Regions from separate parts of the Mus musculus genome. Here region 2 is linked to region 1. Evidence: chromatin contacts called from public promoter capture Hi-C data. All regions are on one chromosome and are shown on one strand. Each heading gives the region's core, a stretch centred on a gene start, on an enhancer-like site or on the middle of the called end of the contact. The rest is flanking DNA. Distances are from core to core; before and after follow the strand shown. Region 1 holds the start of Hcrtr2 (hypocretin (orexin) receptor 2). Region 2 holds the start of Mlip (muscular LMNA-interacting protein).

Region 1 (5,652 bases), core at 1,052-3,551:
CTTTTAAAGATAAAACATTATTTTAAATCTACTAACTAATTTAGCGGATTTAATGTGGCAAATTTAAGATCAGAAATAATATTGTGTCCTGATACTGTGTCGACACATTTCCTTATATACAGCAGAAAGATTTCAAAGTGAATGTTAGCAGGTATAAAAAAGGGGGGGGCAGTCAGTAAGAAAGACTGATATATTCATCATCTCTCCTGTGCTTACAGAAATGGAAAGCATATTTTAAGTGGGATAATTTCAGTGGAATTTTTACAGCATTAGAGTACCACAGACTTTAAGGAAAGTATCTGATAAAGCAGAGAGAAGAGGAAATGGAACATTCGTAGGCTGGAGATAAATCTAGACTTGCTACAACCAAAGGCAGACATTGGAATAGTGTCGTAAAGATATTCTCATTTCTCCCCACTGACAACTGTAACACACAGGCATGATTAATCATAGTAGAAGACTTGGAAAAGGAAGACAAAGTATAGACAGGTTAAATGCCATAAAATGACAGCTAATGACAGTGACTCAGAAATAGCAGATGGAGCTCATGTTTATAGATCGCCAATAGCAAGGAATCTCCAGGCACTAACAAGTATAAAGCTAATCAAAGGTGCAACAAACCTTCACAGTCGAAATGAATTGTGTAGGGAAAAGAAGACCAACTATTTATATCACAGAAAGGCCAGCTCTCAACAGGTACCACATTTGTATCAGTGGCTGTGACTTAAGTCCATAGTAGGCCTGTCCCCACTTTCACAGAAGGCAACAGTTCTAGAAGAATGGATGATTTTTTGAATGATAATGTTAGCATTTAAATGATCTTAAGACTCCAGTAAAATTAAATGTATGCATGGACACATCATTGTTTTGTTAGTTCTTTGAGAATTTTGTACTTCTTCTGATCCATCCACTCTGTCTCCCAACTTTTCTAAGATCAATCTCGCCTTTCCTACGTACTCAACTTTGTGTTCCTGTTACTTTTTTTTATTCCATCAAGGCTAATTTGAACTCAGATATTCTTGGATGCAGGGACCTTCACTGGAGGGTGGTAGATTTTAACCAGAGGATACACTCTTAGGGAAAATAAAAACAAAAAACCGGACTCTCCCAGGAGTTAACAATTGTCAACAGGGATGGGTACTTTGTATCCAGCTCCCCTCCCCATGCTGCGGTTTGTTCTGGCTTAGACCTGCACAGGTCCTGAACATGCTGTCACAACCACTGTGAGTTCCTATGTGCAGCTTTTCTACTGTATCCAGACGACACTGAGTCTGGATTCAGTGTCACTGATTCCTTCCCGTCATCGATTGCCTCAGACTCTTAGGCTCTTCCAGGCTTCTCTTCCCAAAATGATCCCTGAGCTGTGGGAGGGGGGCTTATGGTATAATGTATTCCTTTTAGGGCCAAACATCATGCAGTGTCTTAATCTCTGCATCTTGGCCAGTTCTGCGTTTCCACATTAACCGTCATCTACTGCAAACAGAATCTCCTCTGGTGCGGGTGAAGGGATGCATTAATTAATCTATTGCTGGAATAACTCATTAGGAGTCAGTTTAATACTATGTCCACGTAGCAGAATAGTAGGTTCTGCTGAGATGTGTTACATTTGCCCTTGAAAGTGCACATCCCGATTCAATACAGCCTTCAATTAAAAATGGTCCTCTCCTCGTTCTTGATAAGGAGTGGCAGGCAATGCCTTAACAATTCAGCCATTGCCAACTTGGCACATGATAAATACTGCGAGGCTATATTAAATATTAAAATATTTGGATGGAATGACTTTTGCATAGGCCTGGCCCAGGCTAGAGTGGGTCATGATTACTTTTACGTTTGCATCACTAAGACAAGCGAAGAAATGGATCTTCCGTTAACCATGCGTTGACCTTCCAGCCACATCCACAGGCTTATGCATACCAGTATAGTATAGAAATTGCACGTACAATAGAAGGCAAGTGATGGAAAAGGGACATGTAATCCACAAAGAAACAGGTTAAGGTAATTGTCTTTACTCCCCCCACCCTTTCCCGCCCCACTTTTATTTTCCAGCTTCATCTCTCTGTCCCTCAACCCTGGGGACAGCTGTGGGTTGCAAGCTAAGTGCTGGAATGAAGAGTGATTGAGCTGGAGCTGAGGTCAAGGAGGATCTCTACTCCAGAATCATTGCTGCAACCTCCCCTGCCATTTCCCTGGCTCTTAGGCAGCTTCTCCTGGTGCAAATCCCCTGCAAAGACACTGAAGCAGCAGCCCGAAGTTGCCGGGCGCAAGGCTCTGGAGGCATTGGCTCAGGAACTTTTCACGTCATTCCCGGCTCCAGAGCCCCTAGTCGCGGCGGCGCAGCCTTTCCCACCGCGGATCCTCAGTGCTCATGGGGCAGGCGGAGACAAGCTTGCAGCACTGAGCCGAACGGGACCAGTCCGTGATGTCCAGCACCAAACTGGAGGATTCCCTCTCTCGTCGCAACTGGTCATCTGCTTCAGAGCTGAATGAAACTCAAGAGCCGTTTTTAAATCCCACGGACTATGACGACGAGGAATTCCTGCGGTACCTGTGGAGGGAATACCTACACCCGAAAGAATATGAGTGGGTCCTGATCGCAGGGTATATCATCGTGTTCGTTGTGGCTCTCATCGGGAACGTCCTGGGTGAGTCTGGTCTCCGGCAGCCTTCCAAAAGGGTTGTCACCTCCCCTCAGCCCAGGCTGCAAGGCTGGGAGACCCCTCCCTTCTCCTGGGGTGCAAACAAAGAGGTCGCTGCTCTTGGCTGAGGTTTCTAATAAATTTTTTTTTTAAGTTTTCTGAATTTACAAACTAGGAGGGATCTCTAGAAGGATTATTCTGTTTGTTTGCAGAGAAAAGAGGGAAACTGTTTCTGTTTGAGAACCAAGAACACAAGCGCAAGGAGAGGGACAAGGACCTCCAGGTGGATTTGCTGAGTGTAGGGGAATCTGTAATGCTTTTGTGCAGGCTGGGTGGGTTTACTGGGGAGGACTTGCACCCGCAGAAACTGATGAAGTCATAAGGCCTTCGTGAGCTCGGTGGCACGTCCTTTAGCAAGGAGGCTTAGGCTCGGGTTAAGAAGTGGTAACGAAGGGGCAGAGTGGAGGCAAAGGCAGACAGAGGAGCGCGCTCCATCGCAAAAGCAGAATTAAACAGAAGCGGTGCCTGGAGCCGCAGGAGGAAGGAGGAGCATCCTAAAAAGTACCCCGGAGCTCACTCTCACCATCCATTCAAGCATTCATTCATGCATACATGCATGCATTCATTCATTCAACCAATGCACACCACCGCGCAAGTGGTTGTTATCAGTTTCAGAAAAATATTTTTACCAACTGATTCTTTTTCTTACAACAAGATTAAGCTTAATGTCAGAGTCTGTCTTGGTCTGTGAGAGCACAGGTTCTCTTGCGCGCTCATTACTATTCTCCCCACCACCATGTCTGAGGGACCAAGTGAGGGGTAAGGAAACTATAGGGACCGCGGTGATGGATTTATTAGGACAGGATGGGGAATCGCTTTCAAGACACGGAGCTTCTCCAGAGAGCTAGGGCTTAAATTGTGAATGGAAGGAGCATGTACCTTGATGAATGGAGAACAGGAGGCTTTTCGAATGCAGAGGGCAGTGTGGAGGAAATCTGTTGAAAATGACAGGAGGAGGCAGGCAGTTTGGAGACAGTACTACCTTCTCAATAAGGCGGAGAGGTGAGTGAAAGGAAAGAGGCTGGGAAGCTGGGAAGTAAAAAAACAAAGGTTGTAACTGAAATGAAGGGCAGTAAAGAACTCGCCAGGCTATCCATCACAACCAATGCTTTTTCCTTCTCTTCGAAGTCACAGTGTAGATAAGCTGACAGTTCCTGACTGAGAGGGGCTCATTAGGGAGAATATTAGTCATGAGACTAGAAATCTCCAAGAACTTTAGCCCTTTGTTATTTTAGGATATTTTACTTTTTTGATTTTTTTTAAGATTAAAAATAAAGAGAATCTTCTTAGGATACAATGAAAGTGAAGGGACAGGTGAATGGATATGATTCAGCCTCTTGTTAGAAGAATGGTTTATCTTCTGGTTTCCACCTTGCCATCTACAGAGTCATAGGCTGTGCACAGAGCACTCTGAGCTCAGCAGCGCTTACCGCATGTGGCACGTACTTATTGCTAAGTGAGTGGTAGACACTGAACATGTGCCCTGAGTATCTACTTTTGCAAGACCACTTGACACATGCTCTCTTACTTAAATCTTAAAATAAAGTACACCGAAAGGAAAAAAAAAAACACTTATTAGAGGACATGATTCATATCCAGCCTCATTTTTTTCTGACCTCAGATCCAGCATTTGCTACTGTAATTCTACTCTAGAGCTAGAAAGCTTATACACAATGGATTCTCTGTGCGGGGTTGTCTGCAAAAAGCTTCCTTTTCTCTTCTGCATCTACATACGCTGCCAGCAAAGTACCACTATGATTCACTTCAGTAAAAGCAACAACAACAACAATAACAACAACAACAACCCAACTGTCTAGGAAGAGATATTACTGCTTTTAAATTCAAGAAAAGTGGTGCTTTTTGGTTTTTTGTTTTGTTTTGTTTTAAGAAGAAATAGTTATAAACCTTCACCATTTCCTTCCCAGTTTTATTTCAGGCTTAATGTTTTTGAGAAATGTGTTCTTCTTTGATGTTATTCCTGTTTGCATTTCATAGACCCTCTGTTGCAGAGTCTTTGCAGCCTGGTTACATAGTTCAGACATATATATTTGCTGGTTGGGGGAAGAGAAACATCACTGAGGCTACTTCATAGAGTCAACGAAGACAGCATTGTCCACAGCCTGGAGTCTTGAAACACTTCCATTCAGCTTAAAAGAAAGATTTACCCAAGGAACTCTACTCTGTAGACACTGACAGCTATTTCCCCAGGGAGTGAATTACACCTGAATAACATTGAAATCTCCTCTGGGGGAACTGAAACTCCTACACTACTGACATATTTCCTGAAAGTTGGAGAGGTTTGGGTTTGACATTTAAACAAATGAGCACTGTCATTGCTTACAGACTTCTTGATCTTTGATGTCACTGTCAAGTCTGCAAAATGGATTGGAACAAGAGTTACCTTTATTGCCTCATGGTACAAATAGCTCTACTTAGGGTATCAGGAGAGGTGACACCACTCATGTGGCATAAACAAAGGGATTCCACTCATGCAGAGGAAGCATAACGCAGTACAGGCAGGTCTAATTACTGACCCTCAGGTCCATACAACACGTACACGTTCATGTAGCTGACTACTTGAAAAATATCAACCTTGTTGAACTTACAAGTGTAATGCCATTAGCTAGAAGTCCATTCTCTGACAATGTCCTTTTGTAAAATGATATAGCAGAATACTGCCTAAGCAGAAAAGCAAAGTCTTGATCGTCCAGCCTCTTCTTTCTCATCCTGACAATCTCTCACCAACATTATGTCCCCACTTCATTATAAGGATGCTCCTTGCAGAGATAGAAAGCAGTTTCCTGGAAACAAATGACAAAGTCATTCACAAAAAGGTACAATTACTGTAAATGGGAGTTGATGAGTGTTTGTGTTCCAGCAGAAAGTCATATGCATGTCTAATTATGGAACTTTAAGTCCTAGGAAGCAGTAGGTGGTAAGGTTCTATATCATATAA
Region 2 (6,173 bases), core at 736-3,235, 930 kb before region 1:
CTTCCTGTCTATTCATGCTACTCACTTCTCTTACTGCTCTAACAAGGGCTTCCCTAAATCTTCTCTGACTGTCAGATAAATTCTTCTAGATCCAACAGGATACCATTTCCCATTCTGAGTGTAGCCAAATTCTTGCAATTAATTCACAGCAAATGTCTGTGCTCTTGTGGCTTTATGAACGGTCAGGAAAATACCACCGCATGGTTTAGTTTTTGTCAGCTTGACACAAACTAGAGTTGCCAGGCAAAAAAACAAATCTCAATCAGAGAAATGTTCCCATTTTATTGTCTTGTAGATAGGTCTTTATGGCATTCTCTTGATGGTGTATGGATATGAGAGGGCCCAGCCCACTGTGAGGGGTGACACCCCTGGGCAAGTCCTGGGAGGTATAAGAAAGTGAGCCTGGAAGCTAGTTGATAAGCAGTGTTCCTCCTTGCTGCCTGCCCTAGTTTCCCTCAGTGGCAGACTGGGATCAGGATGTGTAAGTCAAATAAGCCTTTTTTATCTTCAAGTTGCTTTTGGTCATGATGCTTATCAGTGCAACAGAGAGGAGAAGTAGGAGAACAACACACCAGCAACAGGATACAACCCAGAAGCTTGTTGAAAGTGCAGGTGTGGAGAATCCACTGCTGAACTTCTCAAGCAGAAACTACAGTTCTAAAGGTGCTGCCAATGGCGGATCATGCAGTGACATTTAAGAACTATAGGATGGGTGATGGGCGATCTTTAAAACTCTCTTCTCTTTGTATCTCTGTTATTTATATGACAGATTTATGTATATTCTCAGAAAGAATGAAAGGTTCTTGGCATCAGATATACATAACCATGAGTGTAGATGTCAGAAGATATCTCTTACTGATGTAACAGCACATACATTTAGAAATTTGGCCCTTTCCTGGGGCAAGATGTACTAGTGTTATTTGCAATAGTTTCCCTGCTTCTTAATAGAATCACTGTGAGTCATTATTGCGCTCATGATTGTCCTAAGTTCAAGCTCTTGACAATGTTGAAAATATTAAATGCTGTAACTGTACGTGAAATAAAACCTTCACTTTTGCATAGCATTCAGTATATAGCCAGCTCCCTCCACATTACATCTTCCAGTGCTTATGCACAAATATAGATTGCATAGGTTTGTAGAAAAAAATCAATGCTTAGAGAATAGGAATACTGAATAAATCAATCTCGTGAGAAATATTTGTGACTTGTTTATAGGTAGGCAGGGCAGTCACTATCTTCCAGCAACAGTGGAAGGGAATTTTGTTTTGACAGCTATTTGGTAACAAGATCTCTTTTAGAGCTACTTTTGTTTAACAGCAGAACTTGAGTCACTCGGATGCTCCAATATCATTGACTGCCGTTCACACGCCAAGGACTTGTCACTGAAATGACTGGCTTTCCAAAATGATCACTGTGTTTTCCAGTTCTTTATTTAGACGCTGTGTTTGCATGTGTTTGTGCATCTGAATGTTCTCTGCGAGCGTGGTCAACCAATCACTGAAACTGGCAGATGCCAGGGCCCTTCAATCAGCTTCTCATTGCTGTCCAATCTGGCTTCTCCCTTCCTTTCAGGGAATACATAATTGGACTGCAAGCCTGAAAGGAAAAGAGGGCAAACACATAGAGGTAGCAATTTTTCACTTCCACTGATCCCATTTTAGCAGTCAGTGTGACCTCTCGTGAAGTTCCAAAAGTAAAAATTGTCAAAACAAACCCTTTGGAGCTGAAAAATACTCAACTCGGAGAAGCATCTGTTCTGTGTTCTTTTAGATTCCTCCTCCCCCGCAACCGTGTGTGTGTGTGTGTGTGTGTGTGTGTGTGTGTGTGTGTGTGCGCGCGTGTGTGCGTGTGCATATGGGTGCATGCGTATGTGCTTGCGTGTGTGTGTGTGTGTGTGTGTGTGTGTGTGTGTGTGTGTGTGTGTGTGTAGGCGATTGCGTGCGTGTGCCTGTGTTGTTTTAGTAACAGGCTCTCTTTCCACCTCAGTCATTGGTTTGCTTTCAGAGCAGGGGCTTCTGAGTGCCTGCAGGAACAATTACTTCCAAATGACCTCCTGCATCTTAGCGGGGAGCCTTGAGACCACACCCAAGGTAAAGAGAAGTCTTTGCTTAATGCTTTCAGTAACTTTTAAAGACACCCAGTTCTGGTATATGCCGGAGGGTGTGAGGGCGAGCTACCCGGGAGCTGATAAATTTGTCTGTGTTGTTGAAATGAGATGGTATCTATAGTCAGAGAAACGGGCAACTGATAAAGACAAAACTGCTTGTTGGGCAAAGAAAAAGCCAAGGATTGCGCTTGGCATAGAGTTAATGTTTGAATGCTTGTGATGTCTTTTCTTAGTAAGAGGCTATTGGTCCTCTGTGCTGCGGGTGCCAACACGGTGGTGTGTTTGGGGGGCACTTTTAGGGAAATAGAAGAAAGAATAGCACACAGCCTGAAGCTGAGCAAAGGAGCTTACAGCCTGCGAGGCACTGGGGAAAACACCTCTCATGTTATAGCCTGTGCCACCGGTGAGAAGGGGTCAGTCTGACAAAAGGGGTATCTCAAGCCACTATTTTAATCCACTTAGTTCTTATTTCTGTTATTAAAATAGTTTCCCGAAGATCAGATGTTTAAATGGCATTGGCAGCTGAAAGTGTTAATTGCCAATTAAGAAGCGAATGCCATTAACTTGCATCCGCTTCCGCTTTGTGGGAAAATGATTTTTTTTTTTTGTCTCCATAGCGATTCATTTTGGGGCTCTGTTAGATCTGCCACACAGTGTGCAGTAAATGGTAAATGGCTTTCTTCTTCTTCTTCTTCTTCTTCTTCTTCTTCTTCTTCTTCTTCTTCTTCTTCTTCTTCTTCTTCTTCTTCTTCTTCTTCTTCTTCTTTTTTTTTTTCTGAGCAAGGGATTCATCAGTCTACAGGCTAACATAGATCTTCAGAATATTCCACAGTGTGGCTAGTGTAGCTTCAAATCCCATTCCATCAAAAGGTCCTTTCAAGTGAACCTTAGGTTTCTGGTAAGACACAATACAGGTGCTAGATAAACACAGTGAAAGACCTGGGTGCTAATTTTGTAGTACTTTCTTGAAAGTTAATATCAAAGGGTTGCCCTTTTCCTGATGTTCTGGAATATGCATATAAGGACAGGAATCAATCCCTGAGTTTATTTCTACTCAGTAGTAACTCAGTGAGGTAAGCCTTTAATCTTTAGATTACATATAACATATATCACATATCACACACATATATCTATATGTAATAAGTAAATATTATATATAATGTATTTGTTCAACTAAAATAAGGAAGTAGAATTGCTTCCCTACATTGATGACGATATTTCACTTAGGGAGGGCATTGAAGTTCCTGTGGGCAGAGTGTAGCCATAAAGTTGAAGGCCACTATCTTGCTCCTGTTCAATGGCCTTCTTTCTCATCGTGTGTTCATGTTTAGAAATCTCTCCATCATACTGTGAGAAGGGCACATCTTGTTCATCTATGTACTGGCTTCCTTTTGTTCTTGTTTTGTGTACTAAAATTATAACTACCAACTTTTTAAAAGACTATAGGTGGAAGTATCCCTTGCAGAATTTTGTACTTTAGAGATTTAAGACAAGACAAGCTGGACAATTGTGCAAGGCACTTGGGGAAGTAAGTTTAGATCACTGTATATGCTTTAGAAGATATGGCTACTGGCCGTTTATTAAGGGTCAATGGGTTTTGTACCTGTGGGCTATACTGAAGCCTTTCCTATAAATCTATTTAATTTCCTTTGGATAGACTTCAGGAGACCAAATCATTTCATAGGAAAATGAGGGCAAGAATAAGCACCTGGAAGTGAGGTCAACATATCATCCTTTCTTTCTTGATAACTATTAAATGACTATTTTGTCCAAAGGAGAAGAAAGGATAAATATTTTAATTATTATAGATAGTTATTTATTGTTGTAGCCAAATACTTGCCTAAGGCAATTTAAGAGAGAAAGGGTTTATTCTGGCTTGTGGTTTGAGTGTGCAGTTTAACATGCTCAGTAAGGCAAGGCAGCTGGAGTGTGAGGCAGCCTGCTAAACTGTACTGTCAGTCAGGAAGCAGAAAGAAGATGGATGCTGTCACCAATGAGGCTTCTCCTATCTTGTCTTTTGCTTGGAACCCCAGTTCACTGAATTCTGCTGCCTACATCCAGGTGGGTCCTCTGCCCTCATCAGTTAAGCCTTTCTGGAGGTACTCCCATAGCCACACCAGCAGTGTCTCCTAAGAGATTTCAAAATCAGATCAAGCTGACAAGGAATCTCAACTACTGAGTACTCAGTGGTACCCCTCTTTACACCGCTCTCCATCTCGGCAGGACATTGACAAGCTTAACTATGTAAGAAAACATCCCTAGGAAAACCTAGGAAGTCAGTAGCATTCATTATGTGTTGTTGATTAGCCTTAATGGCCTTTCTTTCTCGGTCCTGTAAGGGGTCTAACCTTTCTTCCCACTAAGGAAAAAATGGGAAGCACTGCTTTTAGATGATGAGCTACTACTCGTCAACTCTGACACGGCTATCGTAAAGAGATCATGACAAATAATTTTAATTTCTATGTTATATTTTGTTTATATTATTTCCATTCCCCAACTCTTTCAAGATATTTCTCATTTCTAGCCACACAACTTTGTAAACTTTCTCTCAAAAAAAGAAAAGAAAAGAAAAGAAAAGAAAAGAAAAGAAAAGAAAAGCAAGGCAGGACGGAAGGAAAGAAGGGAAAAAGGGAGGGCAGAAAGGAAGAAATAAGAAAAATCTATTTACTGGTGAGAATCAGGTATTGAAGCTATCCGCCCTCATTGTGTTAGGATCAATGTGATTTTAGCATAGTAGTGTTTCTTTTATGAAATTGGGTGCCCTTGCATTTGGTGCATAATAGTTTGCAATTATCCTAATCTGTTGTTTGATTTTTCTCCTTCAATATGTATTCATTGTCCTTTACTATCTCTTCTGATTATTGTTATTTGATGTTCATTTTGTCAGAAATTAAAATAACTACATCTGATTTTTTTTTCTTGGATCCATCTGCTTGGAATAACCTCTTCCATTCTTTTACCTGAGGGGATGTCTATCCTTAATGGTGAGATGTGTTTCTCAGAGAAAGTAAAAAGAAGGATTCTGTTTTCTATTAAAATCTGATATTTCATGCTCTTTTATTGAGGAATTGAGACTGTTGATTCTGAGAGTTATTTCTGAGCATTGCTTATTAATTCCTATCATTTTATTGTGGATTTAAAAAAATTTATTTGGTTAACTGTTCTTGGATTATTTGTTCCTTGAGTATAGTTAACATTCTCTTCAGACTGAAGTTTCCTTATAGTGTCTTTTGTAGAATTAAATTGCCAAAAAGAAATTTTTAAAGTTTATTTTTATCATGAAATATTTTTTCTTTCTCCTTTGATTATGACCAATAGTTTTGTCGGATATATCCAGCAAAAATTATACATATGTATGTATAATTTTTATATATATGACATATGTGGCTTTTCAGAGCTTGTAGGGCACCTTCCAGGTCATTTTGGCTTTCAGAGTCTCCATCAATATATCAGTTGTTATTCTAACATGTCTGCCTTTATATATGACTTGATATTTTTTCCTTCAGCTTTTAATATTATTTTTTGCTCTTTACAATTAATATTTTAATTATTATGTATCACAGGGATTTTCTTTTCTGGTGGCGTCTATGTCTATTTGATGTTTTGTATGCCTCTTGCTCCTTAGTAGATATCTGTTTAGATTTGGGAGTTTTTCTTCTATGATATTTAAATATATTTTCTGTGCCTTTGACCTCAGTTTCTTCTTTATCTATTCCCTTTGCTTGTAGGTTTGATCTTTTCATAAAGATATTTTTTTACCTGAAATTCTCTTTTATATTTCATCTAATTTTTTGTTAAGACTTTTCTCTGAACTTACTCTTTTGATTTCTTGAATTTTCCCTACCAAGTTTTATTTCAGTTTTGCTGTTCTTTAGTGATTCTATTTCTTTGTTAGATTCTATTTTTATATCTTAATTGCTTTTATTATTTCATTCAAGTGTTTGCTTATATTTCCAAGCCTTCGTATCCTCTTTAAAGTCCTTTAACATATTCACAATTGCTATTTTGAAATTCTTGTCTTATCCTTCAGTTAAATTCACCTTTTAAGGGTATATTAAAATAGGGG

Evidence for each region. Promoter capture Hi-C pulls out the DNA fragments that hold promoters and counts their contacts.
Region 2: a contact with region 1 is called in a promoter capture Hi-C map of hippocampal neurons, with 7 times the contacts expected there. The contact joins the promoter of Mlip here to the promoter of Hcrtr2 in region 1. A contact is called at or near these places in 4 of 39 promoter capture datasets (the 3T3-L1 cell line, cranial neural crest, hippocampal neurons and 1 more) and 2 of 9 other capture datasets (adipose tissue and embryonic stem cells).

What each region holds. Positions count from the first base shown.
Region 1 is chr9:76,320,272-76,325,923 of GRCm38.p6, reverse strand. It overlaps Hcrtr2 (hypocretin (orexin) receptor 2), which reads left to right and starts at 2,301. Exons shown (of 8, transcript NM_198962.4): 1 at 2,301-2,642. The coding sequence starts at 2,420.
Region 2 is chr9:77,247,664-77,253,836 of GRCm38.p6, reverse strand. It overlaps Mlip (muscular LMNA-interacting protein), which reads left to right and starts at 1,985. Exons shown (of 11, transcript NM_001368955.1): 1 at 1,985-2,090. The coding sequence starts at 2,046.